Linked DNA regions of Oryctolagus cuniculus: region 1 is linked to region 2. A link is a contact called in public Micro-C data. All regions are on one chromosome and are shown on one strand. Each heading gives the region's core, a stretch centred on a gene start, on an enhancer-like site or on the middle of the called end of the contact. The rest is flanking DNA. Distances are from core to core; before and after follow the strand shown.

Region 1 (6,632 bases), core at 1,716-4,215, 260 kb before region 2:
CAAAACATACCCATTTACAATGTAAACTGGCTATACAGTCACATGAAATACTAGTTCGGTTTTGCTAGCCATTACTATGAATCTCTAATGCTTAAAGTGTATACTGACTATACAGATTTAGTTTCACACTTCAAAAACATAAAAACGTTTAAATTTTACTGTTTAAATCTGAAATATTCTTGAGCCTTGAATTTTTTTTTTCTGTATTACAATTTACTGACAGTAGTTAATAGTTGTTTTCAGAACATCCAGAAAACTAAAGTCAAGCAATACTACAAGAAACTAAAAGGTTTCCAAGAATTATCTAGCATAAATTTGACACTCATTATAGTTTACAAATGAACTTTTAATTTGCTCACCATAATAGTACTTACAAATTCCAACAGGACTGCACAGGAAGGTGTTGGTTTTTTCTCTGTAATCTTTATGTTTTCCAGTTTGATTTTTTATTTTGTATCCTCTGAAATAATATCCAAGTTCTTTGAAGATACTTAACCTATGACTATTTGACATAGAGTTACTCCAAGTCAGCTACCCATACTTCTGTTTTAAAGTTTTCATATGGCTATCTGCAGAATTAGCCAAGTTCCTTAGGTTTAAGATCAAAGTCTTCTTTATTATTCCATGTATTTGTCAGTTGTATTTATCCGCTCCAGATGAAATATCCAATTATGAGCCAAAAAGCAGAAACAAAAAGAAAATTTCACATCTGAAGAGCATTCCTAAATATCAGCAAACAGAGACACATAAGCTATCTCAATACTACCATGCTGGTGGGAAACTGCAACATCTTAAATTTCCATGTAAATAAAAGGTAAAAAGAAAAAAATTCTGTATCCTATTAATGTCTTCATTTAGAAAAGCTGTCCCATTGTGACATGAAGAAAGCCTGAGGTCGAAATTCTTAAAACTTTTAATAAAGGTAAAAATAAACTGCCACGAAACTTCAGCAATATTTAAACAGTAATCTGAAACTGCTGAAACTACTCAGTACACTAATCAAACATATCTTACAGTGTTGGCTGAAGAACACCAACAAGGGGTGGGGGGGAGGCAAAAATACCACCAGCAGAAATATTTTAACCACTTATATAATCCGTTTGAACAAAAATACTGAAGAAATGCCTGGGTGTCTTTTTAAGCAGCTTGTTGAACAGTTCACTACTGTCAATTCACTTCAGAGATGATTCGTGCCAATTTTAATAAACTTCTGGGGCAAAATTATCCAAAAACATTGTAATTCCAAAATGGCCACTTGAAATATCCGGGGCCTTTTACACAAAACCTAGAAGATGATCTTCATTATCTGTAATCCAATCACCTGCAAAAGTTATAAAAAAAAAATTACACACGAGTTCCGATTCGGAGCTAAAAATCAAACCCCACCTTAAAGAGTCAAGCTCTGGAGAGAAACTTCTGTAAAATCCTACTGCGGCCTGGCAAAGGGCTTTGCCCAAGCAGTCGGTCACTAAAAAGTCTACCCCATTAGAAAAAAGGCTGGAACTGTGCGTTGGGGCGTGGGGGGTGGGGAGGGAGGGAGAGAGGCGGCTTCGTGGAGGGCCACTGCTGATTTCAACCGGGAACGGAGTGCGGACAGACACTGGGAGATTATATAAGCAAGCGTCCTTACACTTTTTGAGTAAACAGTTCAACTATGAAACTAGCACACGAGCGTGCAAGAGGTCTTGTCTGAGTAGCCTGAGCGCACGGAAGGGAAAACAGAGACAGGTGTGCTGGCCCGGGGCAGCAGCGAGAGGAGGCTGGGTCTGCAGCGAGACAGACGCTCCTCCAAATCGCAAGGGCTCCCAGAGGCGGATTTTCCCCAGCGAGGCGGGAGAGGTGGCTGGGAAGTGACGGCGGACCGGCTGCGAACAGCGCCCGCCAGGGACGACTGCCCCGCTCGCCAGGGCAGCGGCGGGCGAAGGTGGCGATTCCCATGGCCGCGATGTTAAGCCAACAGCCTTCTCCCAAACCCGAGGGGGCGGAAGGCGCCGGGCCCCACTCGGAAACCACGGCGAGCGCGGTCCCCCCCGCCTCCATCGCACGCAGCTCCCCTCAGACCCCACCGAGCTCGGGCGGCCGAGGGAGCCGTCGCCTCGGCCGCCACCAGGTGCCCCACACCCGGACAGGCGGAGCGCCGAGGCGCCGCGGGAGGAACCGCGAAGGCCCCGGCTCGGCCTCGGCTCCCTCACTCTGAGGGGAGGAGCGGTGCAAACACAGGCGGCCCGGTGCGGGAGGCCTGACGGAGGGAAGCCGAGCACGGAAGGCGTCGGACCCGTCCCCAGCCTCAGCCAAACACCCCCCCAAGCCGCCGAGGCTAAGCCTCCCACCCCTGCCCACAACCGCCGCCTCCGCTCCACCCGGCCCGAGTCGATAGCTGGAGGGGCCTCCCCGCGCCGCCCTCTCCTCAGCCTCCGCGCTCCCCGCCGCCCCCCCCCCCCGTCCGCGGGCAGCCTCACACCTCGCGCCGCCAACGCCGCTCCCGACCCCTCAAGCCCCAACGCCGACACGGGCACCCCCCGCCTCCCCCGGACTCCGGCGCGGAGCACAGAGGACGGTGTTACCTTCTGCCCCACCAGAGGTGCCCCTGGCCTGGGGGTACCGCTGCGCTCGATCCCGGGAGGAGGTTTTCGGTACTTTGAATAATCCCCTTTTGCCGCTTTTCCCTCCCCCACAACCAGTCTCAGTCCCAAAATGGCGCCGATCCGATCCGCAATGTTCTGGGCCAAGTCTCGCGAGATCGTGGAAGGTGGTGAGGCGGGGAAGGAACCAGAGGGGTTGAGGAGAAGGGCGGGAAGGCGGGGCGAGGAGAAGAAGGAGGGAGAAAGGGTGTGGAAGAAGCTCTGCGAACGAATCTGTGGGGCGGAGCAGCAGGAGGAGCGCCTCTACCAGAGAACCTTCTGGCCCAAGCAACCGCTCACGCCCCGGTCCGAGAAGCTCCGCCCTCTACGTCGAGCGACTGGGGGAAGGGAGGGGCGTGGCCAAGCCTGGGGGCGGGGCCCCAAGGAGCCCCCGGAGGCTGGGACGTGCTGGGGGCGGTGGCTCCGCGCGGTGACGTCAGGAGCAGCTGGAGTCGGGGATTACCCCCTGCTGCTGACGTGCGGACGGTGAACAATCGGGAACGTTCGGTGGAAGGGGGAATTCCCCGCCGCTCCCGGAGGAGCCCCTCCTCCCGCCCCTCCCCCGGCCCGGGCCGCCGCGAGCCCGCGACGGTGACCGGGCAGCGCCGCGCCGGCTGCCGGCCGCGTGGGCTCGGGGGGCGCGCGCCGCCGCCGCGTCTGCCGCGGCGCGAAACTCTGAGGAGCCGCGGAGCGCGGCGGCCGCCCAGGCGCCTGCGAGCCGGTGCGGGAGGGATGGGGCGCCCCGAAGCCGTGGCCCTGCGGCGCGCGCCGGGCACGAGTGGCCACTGGACACGGTTGTGCGGATTATTTCTGTCTCCCCTCACGCGACAGTGGGTGGGTTATTCAACAGAGGTCTCACGGCTCGTTTTCTGATGAACGGTGCGGTAGTGACAGTGTTTCCGGCGGTGGTAGCTTTGGCCTCACTCTGCAACCTGGGAAGCTGGCCTCCGGGAGGAAGCGGGCCCACGTGGAAGGTGGAGGGAGGCTGTCTTAACGAGGAAAAATCCGGAAAACAGAAAGTGTTTGGCTCTCCGCCCTCCCCCAGGCCACGAGAGCTGCCTGCGCGGAAACTTTATGGTCCTTTTATGTGCATTATGGGACTTGTAGTTTAATGGAGTGCTTCTGCAAGCCCCTGAAAGACCGCTGGAATGTAAACGCACCGAAATTTACACCTCCCAACCTTTTATTTTAGTCCTCGTCGGGCAGGCGGCCACTTTTGGCAATTAATGGATGCCCCGCTGGGCGTGAAGGAAAACGAATTAACACTCCTTGGATGCCTGTGTGTGCCAGGCAGGCTAATCCTTACAGCAACATCTGAGGCGGCTGCTTCTTCCCCCCTTTTGCGAATGCAGACTGTGCCGAGTAAATGTTTGTGCGATATGCAAATTGGGTACCATAACTGTCCTATAACCAATGTAAACTCAAACTCTGGGTCTTTTTTTTAAAAAAAATTTATTTTATTTATTTGAAAGATAGTTACAGAGAGAGGTAGAGTCTTAATCCTTGGTCTTCGCACCACACCACATTCCCCTGTTCTTGTCGGGAGAAGAGGACCTGGTTATGCTTTTCTTTCTAAGCACAACGTCAAACCAAGCAATAATAAAGGAAGAATTTGATTTAAAAATTTGATAAAACAAATTGCACCTTTATATGACAGAAGACAATATATTGAGAAACAAATAGCAAGATGGAGAAACAATTCTAAGGTACAACAACCACGTTAATATTTAATTATGTATGTTTGCTTACTATCCCTAGTATCTAATTTTGATTCATGTAACACATAGGTAAGTCAACAGCTCTTACAAACGATCAAGAAAAAGATAACCACACCAATTCTTTTAAAAACTCAAAAGACAATGCACAAGCTAGTCATGAGTCATGTATGCAGAGGTAATGAAATGTATGTTCATGTCTATGAATAGGTATTCTACCTCACTAGGAAAAAAGGTGAAATAAAGTAAAGCTAACAGTGATGTACCACTTTCTACCTAGCATATTGGCAAATATTCAAAAAGACAAGCCTCGATGAGCGTATAAAGACCACTTATTTGTATTAAACGTGTCATGAATGAAAATCTACAGATTTTCCTCCAGATCATTTGACTTTCATAATTTTTTAAATCTTTAAAAATACTTTCTCCAGGTATTTTACATCCTCAGATTTATTTTAATAAATAGGATGAGCAGGTAGTGTTGTGCAGGAAGCTGCTGCTTGCAATACTCACACCCCACATCAGAGTGCCAGCTGAGTCCCAGCAGCTCCTCTTCTGATCTAGTGTCCTGCCATGGTACCTGGGATAGCAACAGATGATAAGCTGAGTGGGGGGCCGGTGCTGTGGCACAGTGGGTTTAAAGCTGTGGCCTGCACCAGCATCCCGTATAGGCACTGGTTCAAGTCCTGGCTGCTCCATTTCTGATCCAGCTCTTTGCTATGTCCTGGGATAGCAGTAAAAGATGGTCCAAGTGCTTGCACCCTGGCACCCGTGTAGGAGACTTGGAAGAAGCTCCTGGCTCCTGGCTTCAGATCAGCTTAGCTCTGGGTGTTGAAACCACTTGGGGAGTGAACCAACAGGTGGGAGACCTCTCTCTCTCTCTGGCTCTACCTCTCTCTGTAACTCTGTCTTTCAAATACGTAAAATAAATCTTAAAAAAAAAAGTAGTTGGGGTCCAGCCACCCATGTGGGAGATCTGGGTGGAGTTCCTGCCTCCTGGACTCAGCCTGGCCCCAGCCATTGTAGCCATTTGGTAAGTGAACCAGCAGAGAGGAGTGAGCTCTACCTCTCTTGCCATTCTGCCTTACAAATAAATAAATTTTTAAAAAGAAAGTTTAAGGTATATCTATATAATAAAATATTTTTTAATAGTGTAAACCAACACATACTGACAAAGATGTTTGCTATGTTTTGCTAAGAGATGAAAGTGTGTGGCAGGAGGCTGGTATGTAGCCCAGTGATTAGGATGCCCTCAGCATACATTGGAGTGCCTGGGTGGTGCCAGTTATGACTTCTGACTCCACCTTCCTGCTAATGGAGACCTTCAGCAGCAGCCCTGATGGTTCAAGTAGTTAAGTTAGGCTCCTGCCACCCACGTGGCGCCGAGTTCCAGGCGCCCACCTGGCCAAGCTCTGGCTCTTTTGGGTGTTCGGAGAGTGAACCAGTGTATGGGAGAGAGTGCTTGCTTACTTGCTTGTTCATTTTCTCACTATCATGGTCACCATTGTGCTTTTTAAGAAGTATGTACATGTATATAAAAATGGGCCATACCTAAGGAACAACTTTAAAATAAATCAGAACGTTTTGCTTTATACACTGTATAACATTTGAATAATACTCTTTTAAAACAATTTAAAGTTTAAAACTTAGCTGTCTAACAATCTACAACAGTTGAGAAGCAGAATAAAATAATTTGACTAGGAAACTGAATCCTTCACAAATCTAATATTGCTTCTATTTCCATTATAATCCCATGTCTGCTGCTGTAACTAATTGCCCATTTCCACCTCTGCCTGGAAACTGAAAAGATGTGCAGGGCTTTCCTCATCATTCCTCCTACGCTTTTTACACTCTTATAATTGCTTCATTTCCTACCTGTCTCTACTACAGAACTCAAAGATGCTTTAAAGTAGTGATTTTTATTCATATTTATTCATAGCAACAGGTACAGTTTCAACCATGGTGTAAATTCTCCAATGGCTGTTAAATGCATAACTTTCCCACCTGAATTCTTTGCTTTAGCCCACACTTTCTGCAGGTCTCAGAATTGCCCTTATCCTTGAAATACTGAAATGGAAATACCTCGTCTTTTAACTAGATTGCTTTTCTTCTTCCCACTGTCTCTCTACTTTGCAAATCCTTACTTCTTATCCCTAGAAACCTTATTCAAGTAACACTCTTATCAGATAGAGCTCAGAACTTCTCTCACATGTTGATTTACACTCAGTTTTATCAGTGTTTTCTCTGTGTGTTCTCTGGTATGTCCTGTCTTTCAAGATGGCGAAACCAAAGTCAG
Region 2 (6,344 bases), core at 1,794-4,293:
ATTTTTCCATGTACTTTTTGAACTACCCTTGCAGATGACTCTGCAATTTAGACCCCTTTGTTTTTCCTTTCACTGACAAAGGAAGAAAAGGAAAAAATTAATATGTACCAGGATGCCTCCTATGTGCCTTTGCTTAGGGACACAAAAGCAGAAAATAACAGAATGCATTTTAAAGATACAGGTCAGCCTGACTCAAACACCCACACCCTTTCCACTATACCATGTAAGATAAAGGCAGTTTACCAACATAGTCTGTCAGCATCCCAGTTGGTGAACTTCTGTAAAGAAGCTGCTGTACTGCCCAAGGACAGAAATGGCAAGAAAGTCTTTACTCGGCGATTTACGGATTTAAGTGTCTACCTTTTGAATTTTAATCCATGACATTTAGAATTTTTTTTATGTATTTGAGAAACAGAGGGACAGAAATAGGCCGGGGGTTGCAGGGGGCTCAGGGAGAGAGAGAGGGTGCCATCACCGGTTCACTTCCCACACACCCCAGGCTAGAGCTGGGTGCCTGAACTCAGTGCTCTATCCTGGTCTCCCACGTGGGTGCTAGGAACCCAAGCACTTGAGCCTTCCTCTTGCCAGCCAGTGTGCATGTTAGCAGGAAGCTGGAATCAGGAAGGAGTCAGCACTTGAACCCAGTACTCCTGTGTGGGACGTGGGTATCTCAGCCTATACCTTCACTACTAAGCTAAACACTAGCTCCCATACCATTTTTTCTTTAGTTATCAAATAAGCCAAATTGAGCTGTTCTCTTATTGTTTTCTAAGTAATCTGTCAAAGTGGGCCATACTGTGTTCCAAGTGGAAACACTGACTTAAAAATTTCCTTAAAAATGCATTGAATGTTTATTATTTGAAAGGAAGAGAGAGAGAATAGACATCTTCCATCTGTTAGTTTACTCCCCCAGCGGCCACAATGGCCAGGGCTGGTCCAGGCCAAAGCCAGGAGCCCAGAATTCCATTTGTCTCCCACATGAGTGGCATGGGCCCAACTACTTGGGCCATCTTTGTTTGCCTTCTCAGCAACAGTAGCACGAGCTGGACCGGAAGCAGAGCAGCCAGGATGCACACCGTGCCCTGATACGGGATGCCGGCATCACAAACGGCAGCGTAGCCTTCAGTGCGCGGACACTGGCCCCAGTCAGCCAACACTCTAGGGCATGGCCGAACACATGGCATCATTTATAAAGTTAATTTCCAGATCAGACTTTTAAAAACTTACGGGAACACAAGTTTGCAATTCAGACCCTATTTCAAAGATCACAGGGCTAAGTATTTTGTTGAATGTATCAATATATAGAAATTCTAAGCCAAGAACTAATTGTGCTATTACCAGGATACATAGATACAACCGCGCCTTTGGGTACCAATCCTTTGGCAACGAAGACACCTTTTCCAGCAGAAATCACTGAGCTAGGTGCTCGGACCACACAGAAACCCAGCGTCTTATAAAGAACTTCTTCCGGCTTAAAGGTGTTCTGCGGCTGACTGTTCCCCAGCAGTGTTTCCCTTTGGTGCTGAACCGCCCACAGGTCTTGGTATTTTGATTTAACAGGTTCGGGCAGCACGGCCAAGATATCTGACTGTTTACTGAAATCATTTAAGAACAGAGCCTGGAAAAGTTGCAGTAACGTTCCTAGGACATCTTCATCTGAGAGAACTTTGTCTTTGGATTCCTCTGGAACATATCGAAGGGTCCTGGAAACGGGAAAAGTTTCTGTTGACCACCCTTGAACGATGAAGGCCGGGCTGCCCGGACGCGGCCCGGGGTACCGGCTGATGGAACCAGGCGTGTGTCCGAAGGGCACGGGACGAGGAGGTCCAGGAAGGAACTGTCAGGGTCGCCTCAGCTAAGCAGCGCCGACAATACCCGCAGCAGGAGCCTGTGTCTAGGCCCCGCGCACTGCGGCCCGGCGCTGCCAGGCCCACGCGGCTGGGCGCCTGGACCTGGTCCACCCGCGGCGTCTTCCACAGGCCTGGGCCAGCTTCCGCTCCAGCGCCGCCCGCAGTCACGTTCCCTCCAGGGGCTGCCTCGCTGGCTTCCCTAACCGGGGTTCCTGCTGCACTCCCCGTAATTCTGCGGACAGAGCGGGCGCACCTCCCGCCCCCCCACTCTGGGCAGCAAGCTAGAGACTTCGGGGAGCTCCGCCGGCAGAGACCGAGGCCCCACGCCCACCCAGTCGCCCGGGTCCTGACCCCACGCCCGCAGTTCGCACTCTGCTCGGGTTCACGCGTTAGCTCCGCACGGACTGTCTGCACAAAGATGATGCCCACAGGGCCGTGAAAATAAACCTGGTCTGGCTTTTCTGAGGAAATTCAACCTCCTGACTGTGGCTCCGCGGGGAAAGGCCACGCACTCTCACGCAGAGTCTTCTTTCTAAAGGTCTCTACTTTTGGCGCGCATACAGGGGCCCCAGCCAGTAAAGACAGCAAAGGGAGAAGCCGGCCTCGCAGGCCTCGCAGCGCGGACACAGAGGAGCAGTCACAGGCCACGCCCACCCCGGGCCAGCGCCCGCTACGGGCGCCCCGCCCGCCTCGGGGTTCACCGGCCTCAGCCCCGCCCACATCTAACCCCGCCCGCCTCAGGCTCCGCCCCCTTCGAGCCTCCGCGCGTCTTCTGGCTCCGCCGGCCTCAGACCCGCCCGCCTCGGGCTCCGCCGGCCTCAGACCCGCCCGCCTCGGGCTCCGCCCTCCTCGGGCTCTGCTGGCCTCAGACCCGCCCGCCTCTGGCCCCGCCCGCCTCTGGCTCCGCCCTCCTCGGCCCCGCCCCCCTCGGCCGGCCCTTCGGTCGCCGCTGGCTCTTGCTGCTTCAGGCTCCACCCGCCTCCTGCCCAGAGGCCCTGGCGGCGTGGTTCGTCCCGCCCGCTCACCTCGGGTTGTGGCTTAGGTTCAGCGCGATCCAAGGAACGAAGCGGTACTTGTAACGGCGCCATCGCTGCCACAGGCCCCGCAGCAGGCGGCCGGGCATGGCTGCCCCTCGGCGCCGTGACGAGGACGGCCCGGGCGCGGGCGGGCGGGCGGGCGGGGAGCAGGCGCCGCGCGGTCCCGCCCTCCTCGGTCTCCGCCCTCCGCGTCCCTGGCGCCGCCTGGCTCCTCCGCCCCGGACCGCAGAGCGCGTTTCTCCCGCGAGGAGCGCGGCCCCGGGCGCCTCGTGTCTGTCGCGGTGGCCCGGCCCCGCGTCCGCTCCCCGGGGTCCCGCGCCCTCCTCCGTCCCTGCGCGGCTCCTTCTCGTCTCTGGCGCCCTTGTCGCCCCTGGCAAGCAAGTGGCATCCTCCCCTGGACGTCGGGCCACCGCGCCCGCGTTCCTTAGTTTCCACCTCGGAGGTCCTGCGGGTACGACAGCCAGAAGTGGGGGAGCCTCTGAGCGCTCCACACTCCCCACGACGGGACGGCACGGGCAGCTTTTTAAGCAGTACCTCTATTGAGGTGCAGTCGGTCTACCTCAAGCTGCCCACACGCCAGTGAACGGCTCGGTACACCTGGGAGCTGTCGCCGGACTCCAGAGAGCGAACACAGCCGAATCCCTCCGGCCCCGGCCCCGGTCCACCGCTTTTCTGCTTCCTGTCGCTCTCGGTTAGCTTCCTTGTGATGGATCGTCCTGTTTTTATATTCCCGGATTCGACTTCGTTTAGAATTTTGCGTTTAAGTTCGCGGGAGATTACTGGCCTGTCGTTCTCCTGTAATGTCTTTTATCAGGCTTTGGAACGAAGACGGGTTAGGGCCGCTCAGCGCCAGTGGCGGCAGACGCCAGGAACCCCCTAATCACCGTTAAATCGGCGAGTGCTGAGAAATAAATGTCGTGGGGCCCGTGTTGTGGCATAGAGGGTGAAGCTGCCGCCTGTGGTGCGGGCATCCCGTATGGGTGCAGGTTCGAGTCCGGCTGCTCCACTCTGGAGCCAGCTCCCTTGTAGTGCGCCTGGGAAAAGCAGTGGGAGTGGCCCAGGTGTTTGGGCCCCTGCACCGCGTGGGAGATCGGAGGAAGCTCCGGCTCCTGGCTTGACCCAGCCCAGCGGTTGTGGCCACCAGGGAGTAAACCAATGGATGGAAGATCTCTCTGTCTCTCCATCTCTGACCTTCAAATAAATAAATAAGTCTTTAAAAAGAAAAAAGAAAGGAAATGTCTTGGTGCCAGTTTTTCAGGCTGCAAATGTGGTTTCTTTATTCTTTGCCTGAGAGAATGAATCCTAACCTAAAATCCCTACTGAACAGCTGAGATTCCGGTGAAAATTCAGGCAGATTCCAGGGGGCCTCAGGACTAATTTTGTTACGTTCCAAAGGAAATAAAAGGGGGGAAAAACCGTATCTCAAATGTCTCCCTTTATCTCTAACATCATAGTGGATATTGGCAAACGCTAGAGAGTTTTCCATCGTACTCTGTTTGGTAGCTTTTGGCATAATCTAGATTAAATGGAGTTAATCCCATTTCAGGCATATTAAGAAATAGCATACAACGAAAGTGCCTGTACAAACTTACAATGAACCAAAAAGAACTAATTGAATCCTTTCTCTTCAAAAGGAAGAGAGGTTTTTGTACATATTTCCAAGGGCTTTTTATATTGATGGATTAAAAATAATTTTTGCTTAGCTGAACAATTCGTGCCAACAACATTCTTGTAACAGACAGGAACGTGATAGGTAAGGCTGGGGTCTGCTAACCAGCCCTGTGCCCTGGCCAGTTCTGGTGCTGGCTGCCTCTCCTCCAAGTAACCGGACTCTAGTTTTCCAGCAGTGTTATTTCTGTGTATTTACATAGCTGTATGTGTCCACAGAGAAACAGTGTTTTGTGTGTTTTTAAGTGCTATGTTGGGGCCAGCGCTGTGGCATAGCAGGTAAAGCCACCACCTGCAGTGCCAGCATCCCATTTGGGTACCAGTTTGAGATCCAGCTCTCTGCTGTGGCCTGGGAAAGCAGTGGAGGATGGCCCAAGTCCTTGGGCCCCTGCACCTGTGTGGGAGACCTGGAAGAAGCTCCTGGCTCCTGGCTTCAGATCGGCTCAGCTCCAGCCATTGTGACCGTCAGCAAATGGAAGACACACTCTCTCTCTCATTCTCTCTTTCTGGCTTTAAAATAAATAAATAAATCTTTAAAAAAAAATACTATATCTGCAACTTTTTAAATTACTCAAAGATATCTTGGAAATCTAACTTTATTTCTGTGGGTCTATTTCATTTCTTCAATCTCTAAGGTTTTATTACAGAAACCTGGAGTTGGAAAACTCCCTTTGTTCAAACAGGCACCAGAGACAGTGGAGGATCCTGGCAGTTTACGCACACCAGCGGGCTCAGCTGGAATCTCTTCCTGAGAACTGAGCAACAATCCTGAGTTTCTTACACTGCTTATAGGTTCATTAGCATCAGACCTTAACTGTTACAGCACTGGTGGGTTCAGATTGCAGCCTACGTGACTTAGAACCGCACTTCCCATGGCCGGTGGGTCCGGCATGTTTATAAAAGGGATACCTGGGGAAGACTATAGGGCAGAGTTACGCCTGGAGTTACCAAAGCAGAACCTAGGACATCTTCCCAACCTGGACGCGGTAACAGTGGGAGCTGCCTCACTGGTTAATTGGGAGCAGCCACTTTTCAAGGTTTGTGTTGGGGGCAGGGTGCCTGCTCTTCTTTGTCTCTGGCCGTATTTCCTCTAGTTTCACTCTTTAATATTTGCTGTAATTTTCTGAAAAGTATATTTTATGGAATATGAAATTTTTTTATTTTTGGCTCTCCAAGAATTTTTGCCTTAATTTTTAAAAAAAGATTTATTTATTTGAAAGGCAGAGTTACAGAGAGAGAGAGGAGAGACAGAGATCTTCCATCGCTGGTTCACTCCCCAAGTGGCCAATAGCCAGGGCTGTGCCAAGCCAATGGCGGGAGCCAGGAGCTTTTTCCAGGTCTCCCTTGTGGGTGCAGGGGCCCAGGGACTTGGACCATCTTCTGCTGCTTTCCCAGGTGCATTAGCAGGAGGTGAGATCAGAAGTGGAGCAGCGGGGGACTCAACTGGTGCCCATATGTGCAGGTTAGAGCTTAACCCGCTGTGCCACAGCACGGGCCCCATATTAAATTTTAAATGAGCAGTGAATATCAAATCCTTTCACTGAACCTACCATACAATTTCTTTTCAGTCTTCTGTTAATGTACAAAATTATAATGATACATTGTTGAACTGTCCTTGGATGGGATTTCTGAGATACCTCTACTTAGTTATGAATTCCTCTTTGATCAAACCCGTGTAATTTCCCTTCTCGTATTTTGACTGACAAGAGCCCATTGCTGGTGTTGTGAATTATCTGTGATCATGGGATAATAATGTTTGTGGACAATTTGAGGATCCTACTGAAAGGAA

What was found. A called contact is a pair of places that touch in the nucleus more often than the background predicts.
Region 1: a contact with region 2 is called in a Micro-C map of ear pinna, with 3 times the contacts expected there. The contact joins the promoter of GPBP1 here to the promoter of SETD9 in region 2. A contact is called at or near these places in 2 of 6 Hi-C or Micro-C datasets (ear pinna and skin fibroblasts).

The regions. Positions count from the first base shown.
Region 1 is chr14:77,847,578-77,854,209 of mOryCun1.1, reverse strand. It overlaps GPBP1 (GC-rich promoter binding protein 1), which reads right to left and starts at 2,965. Exons shown (of 12, transcript XM_002714045.5): 1 at 2,565-2,965; 2 at 375-1,321.
Region 2 is chr14:77,587,722-77,594,065 of mOryCun1.1, reverse strand. SETD9 (SET domain containing 9) reads right to left here and starts at 3,043. Exons shown (of 6, transcript XM_051853774.2): 1 at 2,876-3,043; 2 at 1,339-1,703. The coding sequence starts at 2,973.